Regions from separate parts of the Podarcis muralis genome. Here region 1 is linked to region 2. A link is a contact called in public Hi-C data. All regions are on one chromosome and are shown on one strand. The core of a region is the stretch at or near the end of the contact, and the rest is flanking DNA. Distances in the headings are between cores, read along the strand shown.

Evidence for each region. A called contact is a pair of places that touch in the nucleus more often than the background predicts.
Region 1: a Hi-C map of tail shows a contact between it and region 2, with 3 times the contacts expected there. The contact joins the promoter of PSEN1 here to the promoter of RIOX1 in region 2. A contact is called at or near these places in 2 of 3 Hi-C or Micro-C datasets (blood and tail).

What each region holds. Positions count from the first base shown.
Region 1 is chr1:45,557,902-45,563,071 of rPodMur119.hap1.1, forward strand. PSEN1 (presenilin 1) reads right to left here and starts at 1,898. Exons shown (of 11, transcript XM_077927404.1): 1 at 1,776-1,898.
Region 2 is chr1:45,356,919-45,362,333 of rPodMur119.hap1.1, forward strand. It overlaps RIOX1 (ribosomal oxygenase 1), which reads right to left and starts at 3,561. Exons shown (of 1, transcript XM_028724360.2): 1 at 1,605-3,561. The coding sequence starts at 3,416. The coding sequence ends at 1,644. It overlaps HEATR4 (HEAT repeat containing 4), which reads left to right. Exons shown (of 18, transcript XM_077927362.1): 15 at 34-205; 16 at 1,525-1,586.

The DNA of each region.
Region 1 (5,170 bases), core at 648-3,147, 200 kb after region 2:
AATCCATTGCTTAGCAACCAATCAATTCATGAACAGTCTAGACAGATTATGATAGTCCTGCCAACTTTTTTGAAATGTGATAGTAATAGCAATTAGAAGGAGCTGTGGCCAATTCAAAAGCACTAAAAAGGAATTCTGTGCATTACCTCATTTTCATTTGTTTCCAAGAGTGCTTAGAATATTACTTACTTAGCTTGGAATATACCCCAGTTACACTGCTGGGTCCCATATTTCCATTGTCAATGCCAAATAGAACCCTACTTTACATATGACAAATATGCAAAGAAATAAGGGAAAGTCCAACTTTCTACTATCCAGACTATACGAATGATTTGCACTTTTTACAATTTTTAATATGGTTAGATTTTTTTTAAAAAAAGGTCTTATACCATCCAAGTCATCTACAACCCTCTCCTATCAGATAATCTCCTCAAAACTCTATTTTTAAAGGGGGAGGGGGGAGCAGACCTAAGACCAAATTTCATCAGTACAGCCAATCAGAACTATGTGCATCGCTGCATATTTCTGCATCTCATTGATAAGCACCAGTTTAGAGGCTTCAAGACCTCTGGTGGAAAGCAAAAAAGAACTGGCTAACATACTTCAAAAGGAGCACTTAGTCTTTATTCTGAAATAAGTCAGAAAACAACTGGACACAAACAGCAGTCCAGTACTATCGTAACACTGTGCCAAAGGAAAAAGCACCTTTTTTAAAAAAAAAACTCATAAGAGAACTTTCAACAGACAAAAGATTTCCCCATTACCACATCCCCATGATGACATAAGCTCCAAGTTTCCACATTCTGTACAACTATAAAAGACACAGAGGGTAAAAATCAACTAAGCTTTACTCAGAGTAGGCTCAGTGAAATTAATGAACGCAACTAATCCCATCAATTCCAGTGGTCTACTCTCCGAGTAAAACTTAGAATACCACTCAGAGCTTCTAAAGCCACTGCTAGCACACCAAGTCCATTCTGGCTATGCTGTAGGCTCAAAATCACTTAAGGTCGCGCGATCCTACGCACCTTTACCCGGGAATAAATCCCATTAAACCTATCCATTCTGAAGGAAATCAGCCCTGAGTGCTCAGTGGAGGGACAGATCCTGAAGCTGAGGCGCCAATACTTTGGCCACCACATGAGAAGAGACGACTCCCTGGAAAAGACCCTGATGTTGGGAAAGATTGAGGGCACAAGGAGAAGGGGACGACAGGGGCGAGACGGCTACTAATATGAGTTTGACCAAACTGCGGGAGGCAGCGGAAGACAGGAGTGCCTGGCGTGCTCTGGGGTCACGAAGAGTCGGACACGACTAAACAACAACAAACTTAACGAGGCTTACTAATGAGTAGACACGCCTAGGAGTGCCCTTTAATTCAGATTTCAACACACTTCCGACACGGACTGGAGGTCCGCGGGAGTGGCTGGAGGAGACCCGCCCTCTTTCCGGGGCATTTTCACCCGAAGGCGGGGAGGTGGGATTCCAGCCGGTATTGTTTAAAGTGTCTGAAGCCTGGAGGAGGTTTCGTGTGGGGAGGGGCATCCTTTCTGATCTGAGACAAAGAGGGCCACGGAGGTGTGAGGGAAGGCTGGCTCCGGAGTCCCATGACTCCCCTCGGAAACGCTCGTGTGAGGAAGGGGCGACGTGACGAGGAGAAGGGGAAGGGCCCCCACCCCCCCCGAAAGAGGAGCCCCGCTTCCTTTCCCCCTCACGGGCCTGCTTTCCTCGTCGCGCTCTTCGCAGCTCCCCGCCCCGGGCCCACCTCTCCTTACCTGTCCCCCCTCGGAGCCGGTCCCACCGGTTTGTTTTCTTCCCGGCCCGAATTCACAGCACAACCCCCTCCCTCCCACCCCCTCCTCCCGCGACACGCACGGCGCTTCCGGTCGAAGCCCCGCCCCCATTCCCCCTCCCCTCGGGAGTCGGCGCCTCGTCCCCGCCCACTCAGGCTCTCTCGGGGGTGGTGGTGCGCCTGCGCAGCCGAGCTTCTCCTCGGCGGACCGCAGCTGTCTATCAGAAGGAGCGCGCGAGGCCGCGCAACGACAACAGCTGCACCAGCAGCAGCCGCCGCCGGAGGAAGCGGGCGGGGGCTGATGACGTCAGGAACCGCTGCGCCAAAAAGGCAGCAGCTGAATTCGGAGAAGGGTTGCTTTAATCTGCACGTTTCTCTTCGAAGCAAGGCCTGCCCAGGCATTCTGCTGCCTGAGTTAAAAGGTCCTCGCTCGCTCGCCCGCCCGCCGCCTTCCACCGAAGTGTAGGTGCCTGGTTGGTCAGGTTGTATTTGCGCAAAAGGGGGATAATAAATACATTAAAGCTCAAAACCAGCTGCGTTCTTTCTGAAGGGCTGCGCTTTGGGTTTAATTTGGCCGAGAGAAAATACTAGCTCTGTTCGTGGAGGATCAACAGAGAAGTCGCTCCTTTTTTCTTGGGTAGATCCCATGCGATTCTTCTTCTTTGGCGCATAGTTGTCAACCTTCCCTTTTTTTGCGGGAAATTCCCTTATTCCAGCGCCGCTTCCCGCTGCTATCCTGGATTGTTAGATATCCCGTAGACCCGGGACAGGTGAGGCTGCTGATGTCTTATTTTCAAATATGAAAGTTGACAGCTATGCTTTGGCGATCACTTGTAGCCGAGTAAGATTGTCTTCCATGAACACGGTCTTAACAGTGAGTCCGTAAGTGACTGTGGAGGCCAGTTCTCGATCCAGACGTCCTTCCACAGTGGGGACGTAGATTTCCGGGTGGGAGTTTATCGTGGTGAGGGTTTGCCAAACGTGCCTTCCTCTTAGCGCATTTCTACCTTTCTTCCTGAGTTCCAGCGTCTTCAAAGTCAACATCTTTGGTACACACCCACTTTATTGTGCAGCCCGACCCTATGTATACATGTATGTTGACACTAAAATACTATTCAGTTAGGATTACTTTCAAGTAGTGTGCAGAGGATTACAACTCCCTTAGCAGTTTAGAAGGAGCCACAGCCACTAGTTATCTTACCTCTGCCACTTGCTACATTTGCCCTATGAGGCAAGGTTTATTTCATTTTATTATTACGTTTATACCCCACCCCCTTTCCTCCAAGCTCAGGGTAGTGTATATGGTTCCTCTCTTCATTTTATCCTCACAATCCTGTGAGGTGGGTTTGGCTGAGAGACAGTGAGGGGCCCAAGGTCATCCAGTGAGCTTCATGCTTAACTGGGGATTTGACCCCTGCTTTACTCCGACAAGCAAAGGCTCCTGACTTTTCACAATCGATACAAGGCTGTTTACATGTAACTCTGTAGATTGTTCGTAGTGGTGATTTTCATGAATGCAAGAACTTAATGTACAAACAAGCCTCATGGCTTTCCAACATCCTAACCTACAATACCTTTTGAGTTTGGGAATAAGGACTGCCTTCATAGTTTTAGATAAGCTTTGTTATAAGATGTACAAGGTATCCAGTTTATGTTGCTACAGCTGTGACTACTAGTGTGTGAACTTGGCCCAACTGTCAGCTAGACAAATCTACCCTGATTTAAAGTGAGGAGCATACAATCAAGGGTCCCACAACTTGGAAGACACTGCAGAAACTTAAATTTTGGACTACAGTTCCCATAATCTCCAACTACTGGCCATGCTGGCTGGAGATGCAAAGTGTAGTCCAAGGCATTTGAAAACCCTGAGCTAGGTTATTATCTCAGCACCTCTTATAAACCAATATCCTTGTGTTAATACACACCTTGAAAAACTTTTTATATAAAATAAGTTATGGGGAACTTATGGTGCTGCAGATGTTGCTGGTATCAAACTCCCATCAGATGCATGCATGGCCAAGTTGGGATGATGAACTATTCCCCCCCCCCCCCGATCTATTTATTTATGTTTTACAAGATGCATATGCTAATAATAAAAACTCCCATGTGGTTTTCATAGAATATAGTTGTAATAAAATGCCAGTGAAATAAAACTTTGAAAACAAGAAGACAGAAAATGTTATCAAACATAGGTAACATCAGTAGTTTCAAAACAAATACACAAGTTACACGAGTTACATGTCTGCTAAAAAAAGGGACCAATAAAAGACACTATCAGGTCAATTCTGTGTTAAAAACGTTATGTTTCAGCAGACGGTTGGGAGTTACGTACATTAAAATTAATTTTTGTTGTAATTTTTGTTGCTCTCGACTTGTTTTTTGCTGGTTAGGATGCAAATTGTTAATTTTGATGATGAGATTAATGTTACCAACAACATCAACTCCAGGGAGCCATGCAGCTAACTTTGGCTTTACCTTTTATTGCTGCACTGTTGTTGCTAATTTAGCACTGTATATCCATACATATCAAGCATGCATTCTCATTTTCAAGTGTGCAGTGTTGCTTTTTCGATAAACCAACCATAGAAGCTGCTTTATAGCAGTCAGGCCACTTGTTCATTGTGCATAGGCTTCCCCTCCAGATTGGACTCTAAACCATCACCCTCAGACAGCATGGTCAATGATCAGCAGATGACAGGAGTCATCATCTCACACATCTGAAGGGCATCAGATTGAGAAATGCCTGACAGCAACTCTCCAGTTCAGCTGGATCCTGCCTGGAAACGCTAGGATCCAGTTATGGCCCTTTCCCTTTTTGTGAAGGGTTGTGGTAGAACAAACCATTATTATTCAGGTTTTTATTGTTCTTTGATTAGTTAGGCTGTCACTTCTATCATTGTGTAACAGGTCAATACATTTAATTTGTCTCCTAGAAGTGGTATGGTTCTCATTCTTGAGATTCCATTCTTTCTCCCCACCCCCAGTATTGTAACAATACAATTCACTAGGTGGGATCTAGATTAAGTTTGGCAACTTTGTTTTTATTTCAACTTGTATTTTGTTGGTGTTTTATTGTACTCTTATTTAAATTATTACTGTTAGTCACAGAAACATTTGTTGGAAACGTAGGCTACAAATTCAACAAATTGTACTTAGGGACTTCAGTTAGTCATGACTAACTTGATTTCAACAAACTCAAGTGCAACCAGCTTATTCTAGATCCAACTCAACACTATATAGTTTGGCCCATGTGCAGAATTTGAAGCTGTATTTCCATACTGGGAAGTTTTTCCCAGATCAACAAGCCAACTAATCCATTACTTCCAGAAATGACGTAGAAGTGGTAGTATATTTTGAAACGTTATTAAATAATCAAAA
Region 2 (5,415 bases), core at 2,311-4,810:
TAATTTTAACAAAAATAACTATTTCTGACGCAGGTTGCCACATTAAGCCAAAAAGACTTGGTAATTGAGAAAGTGCTCAAGATTAAGGAGATAACAAAGAACACGTGGCAGGAAGCCCACCGCATCTATCGAGAGAAGGGAGACGTCTTTGCGTACCGTTCAATAAGGGACATCTTCCTTGATGTTGTTCAAGATATTTTCACTGGTAAATCAGGGTGGTGGGGAAAGCAGTTTGGTAGAATGCTCATTTGCTTTTGCATATTTATTTTTTTCTTTTTTCAGAAAGGGTGCTTGGCACAAACTTTAAAGTAGGGGTGGGGAACTGGATCTGGCTGGCAGGCTGATTCCAGTACTGGTTCACCATCACGAGACCACTTTTGGGAGGGGCAGTCCACACAGCTGTCAGGTCATGTGACATATGATGTAAGGCAATTCCACTTCAAAGGAAGGATCAGGAGCATTCTCATTTTAGTTCAAGGCATGGATACAAAGATTCCTGCCAAAGGTGAGGCTTGTATTCTGCAATGCATTTAAATTCAGCTCTGGATGCAAACCTCATTTTTGGGAAGAATTTACTAAATTGTACATTTTTTTTGTTCCTGCAACTTGCTCTAGGGCTTTATGATGAAGGATGGGTAATAACAACATTTCACAGAAAGTCAAGTGTAGCTGCAGGAGTAGGTCCTATAGATATGAAGTTGTCCACATAAGTGTATGAGAAATTGAAATCTGTCCATTTTGCTAAGGCTGCTTTGATCAGCTTTTTAAAAAATCCAGTGTTGATGTACTCATTGTGTTAAAACACTGCTTTTAATTGACAGCTTAGCTTCTATGTGTCATGTTGAAATGCTTATCTACACCAAAACAAAAAAGCATTCACTATCCTTGGTAGGTTTTGTTTTGCTTTACAGAAATAAGTGTTCCATATTCAAACAGTTTAGGATCCTGCACCTGTAAAATATGCAGGATTAGGATGAATGAATTTATAGAAATGTTGTGTAATTAAACTGTCACCTAGCCACATTTCTGTGTGCACACAGATTTATGGCTACCAGTTGTATTAGATACAGTCACTGTATATTTTAATTTCTAATCAAACACACAATTTAAACATCCCCGTTAGAAATATTGTATTTATTATACTTAAATATGGGATGATCTTATCTTGCCAAAGGAAAAGAAACTTATTTGCACTTCTGCAAACTTCATTGAAATGAAGGCCTTCATCACCCTTAATCTGATCTACAAATAAAAAAGAGCTGGCTTACAAATTAACAGTGTTGTTCTGGGTAGCCAATTTGATGGCATCCAAATGTCACTAGAGTACAACACCCATCATCTCTGTGCATTGGCTATGCTGGGTGGGGCAGAAGGGAGATGGTGCTTAGCAACATCTGGAGGGTGTCATGTTGACTGACTCTGGACCAGATGTACTTTACTGTGTACACAATTCTGCATTTTAATAGGCAGATAGCATCAATCTGTTTGTAGTCAGACTAACAGGTATTTTTTTTTCCTATCCAGAAAGCTTTCAATGTCCAAGCAGGAAGTTCTCAGAGGTTTGGATTGCTATCTTAAATATACTAGTAAGTACAATAGAAGAGTATTCTTCTAACACATTTATTTTGAACATATTTAACATGTTATACAGGCAACAGAGGGTTCTTAGTAATCAACAATCCCTTCTCAAATAAGACTGCGGCCAAGGCAATTTTGTCATCCAGCGTAGCACAAGGAAGGTCTTCCACACTAACATACTTTGGGTAGGAAGAAAGCAAAAATTCAATACCATCTGCATATTCAGGCTCTATTTCACAATATTTGGGCTCCTCCTTGTGGTACACCCTTGAATTTTCTGTAGTATAATACAGCAATGTGGCATCTCCTTCGTTGCACAATCTGACAATTCCATACTGAAGCAGCCGTACCTGTGTCTTTTTCTTCAACTGGACATCAAGATTTTGGACATTTCCATTTTCCCACCGTGCTGGATGTCCATACACACTCAATGCCTTTTCACTCTCAGTCAGCACTGGCGGGAGGCAGTCGTGAAGAAAAGCCTTGGCTTTTTGATCCACAGCAGCATCAACTGGTGCAAAATCCATTAGTTTGGTTATTAGTGTTCTGATCTTTTGCATAAAGGCATCTCGGCGAGGATCAACAACATCCGAGTTCAGGACTCCCATGTATTCCAGGTAGTCTGTGGGTAGCCCACGGCGATAGTCCACATCCTCTTCAATGGCCATCTGCAGTGCTGCAGGAAGGAGCTTTTCTAACAGGTCTCCCCAGGAGTTTCGCTGGTACGAGGATACTGTTATATGGAGGGAATGTGCATCTGGGAGACAGTCGCCTTGGTGGATAAACCCGCGGGGGAAATAGAGCAGGTCTCCAGCTTCTAATACAGTCTCCAGAATGGGTTCTCCAATCTCCTCCTGGCTAAAGTTGCTACTCGAAAACTGAGGCAACACCTCCGCCTCTTTCCTCGGGCTGTAAACCCGCCAATGCTTCTTTCCTTCCAGCTGGATCACAAAGGCTTCAATGTCATCATAGTGAGGAGCAAAGCCCTGTGTACCAGCAGGGGTCAAGTAAGTGTTTGCTCCCACCATGCTGTTGAACTGCTCCTGGAGGATGGAGAGGAACTGCCAGAGGGTGAAAGAAAAAGCCTGGGGGTTTAGCATCCTGAGGGAACAGCCATTCCTGTAGAAATCCCACACCACAGCCGGCAGTGCCCTGCCCTCCGGATTGTGCGTCTCCCTCTTCCCATCTTCGTAGCTGGTCACGTCCAAGTTGACGCCGAACCGAACATCGCTGTCACGCAAGATGGCATCAAACTCTGCTGTAGAGAAGAGGCCCTGGTAATAACCTGGATTGTGCCTCTGGAGCAAGAGAGGTTTCTTCTCCCAGTACCGGTCAAAGAAGTGACGAGGCGAAGTGGGAGCGATGAGCCACTCGAAGAGTTTGGCGGCTCGCTGCCGGCTATGCTGAACTTGCCCCAGCTCTTGGAGGAGGCGCTGGAGTGGGCAGCCCATAAAAGGACGCTGGGGGGAAGGCGCCTTCTTTTCCTTATGGGGTGCTGGAGCAGGGCTTTCTCCGCTTGCCAGGCCGCGCCCACGCTTGGAGGCCGCCGCTGCCGCATCCCTGGAGTTCGAATTCATTCTCCGTCTCTTCGCCAGTTTCACGGCCGCATCCGGGACGGGGCGAGCATCCCTGGGCGGCTCCCCGTTGGCGGCCCCTGGTACCTCCGCGCAGTCCTCGGCGGCCAGCGCCCTCTTAGAGGGCCGCTTCTTGGCCTTGTGGCGCCTCAGCGAGACGGACACCCCGTGCCTCGGGCGCGGCGGCAGCTCCCGGTCCCCGACTTGCACGGCGGAGCGGTAGGCCAAGAGCGCGGACACGCGTGGCGGGTGAAGCAGCTCCATGCCTGGACCCGGGATGGGGAAGCGCCGGCCAACACGTGCAGACGGCTTCCGGCTTAGGAGCGAGACTTTTCGACCTCTCCTTCCGGTGCCGCTTCGTACCTAGCTCCGCCCCGGGATTCCCGCGAGGCGACGGGTCAGAGAGACTCGGTGAGAGAAAGCGCCGCTCTAGCACTAGTGAGCTTTTCCGGTCTAAAACGGAAGTGGGGCCCTTGTTCTCTAACAAGTATCTAGGATATCATAGAGATACGAAGGGATAGAACGATCCCATTTTATGTTCTAGTGTAAAACGTGTTATTCTTATATTTATCCTCTGCCTTTGACTCTAACAGGGACTCAGGGCAACTCGCCCATAAAAGAAGAACACCTAAAAACATAGGGGGGAAACAATCGTTAAAAACAATTGAACATTAATAGAATTAAAAATCTAAAAAATCTATTAAAAACATAAGATACAATCGCAATAAAACAGCAGGACACCACTGGATTTAATAATGTATCATCTCACACGCACCCCAGATTTGAAATTTAGGCCGTGCGCGACTCTTAGCTTTTTGCAAAGATACCACGGTGGAGCAGGTTGCTACTCCTGCATCGTAAATCAGATTTAAAGGTAAAGGACCCCTGACAGTTAAGTCCAGTCGCAGACGACTCTCGGGTTGCGGCGCTCATCTCGCTTTACAGGCCGAGGCTTGGGAGTAATTATTTTGAATTCAAGCTAACTTACTTTCGGGCAAACACCCATAGGCTGGAGCTCACCTCAGCATGCCTTACTCTTGAGTAACTATGTTTAGTGCATTAGGTCGGAATTCTAAACCCATATTTATTTACTTGGAGATAAATCCTATTAGTCAAAAGAGGTTCAGTTTGGGCTTCAAGCCACATAGGTGTCTCAAGATGCTGTTTTGCCATATTAACAAATCATATACAGCCAGATTTAACATAGATAATGGCAATGACATAAAAGTAAATACAGCTGCTCAACAAATAATAAATGCTAATGCTATTTAAAATGTATCCAGTGAAATATCTACAGCAAAATTATTTAATTATATGATAATAGCAGAATAAACAGTCACTCTTATATGAAAAAGTAATTCCCATGAGGTGTTTTTGAGGCTTCCCTAGATTGCAGACACAGACCTCAGAAGGACAGGCACTTACCAACAAATAATTTAAGCCACTATAAATACATTTTAGCTATGTGCACTTATTCCGAAGTAAATTCTGTGTTTGTAAGCATGCACAGGATTCCTGCCTAAATCACCAACTTGTGCAGTTTGAGCTATTCAATGCAAGTAGCTCAGTTTGTGACTTTTACTGGAATCCTAAACATGTTTACTAAAGTAGGTCCTTTAGGGGCAAGTAGGACATGCCAAGTATCATGTTGTGCAGCCTTTTGCATTTATAGGGTTAGGAGAAATCAATCGAAAGTTTGTTTTTCATGTAATGTGAATTGCATTGCTAATATGTGCATATTACTGATACTGATTTTAAAAACAGCAATATTTGTTGTTGTTTAGTCGTTTAGTCGTGTCCGACTCTTCGTGACCCCATGGACCAGAGCACGCCACGCCCTCCTGTCTTCCACTGCCTCCCACAGTTTGGTCAGACTCATGTTTGTAGCTTCGAGAACACCGTCCAACCATCTCGTCCTCTGTCGTCCCCTTCTCCTCGTGCCCTCCATCTTTCCCAACGTCAGGGTCTTTTCCAGGGAGTCTTCTCTTCTCATGAGGTGGCCAAAGTATTGGAGCCTCAGCTTCAGGATCTGTCCTTCCAGTGAGCACTCAGGGCTGATTTCCTGAAGAATGGATGCGTTTGATCTTCTTGCAGTCCATGGGACTCTCAAGAGTCTCCTCCAGCACCGTAATTCAAAAGCATCAATTCTTTGGCGATCAGCCTTCTTTATGGTCCAGCTCTCACTTCCATACATCACTACTGGGAAAACCATGGCTTTAACTATACGGACCTTTGTTGGTAAGGTGATGTCTCTGCTTTTTAA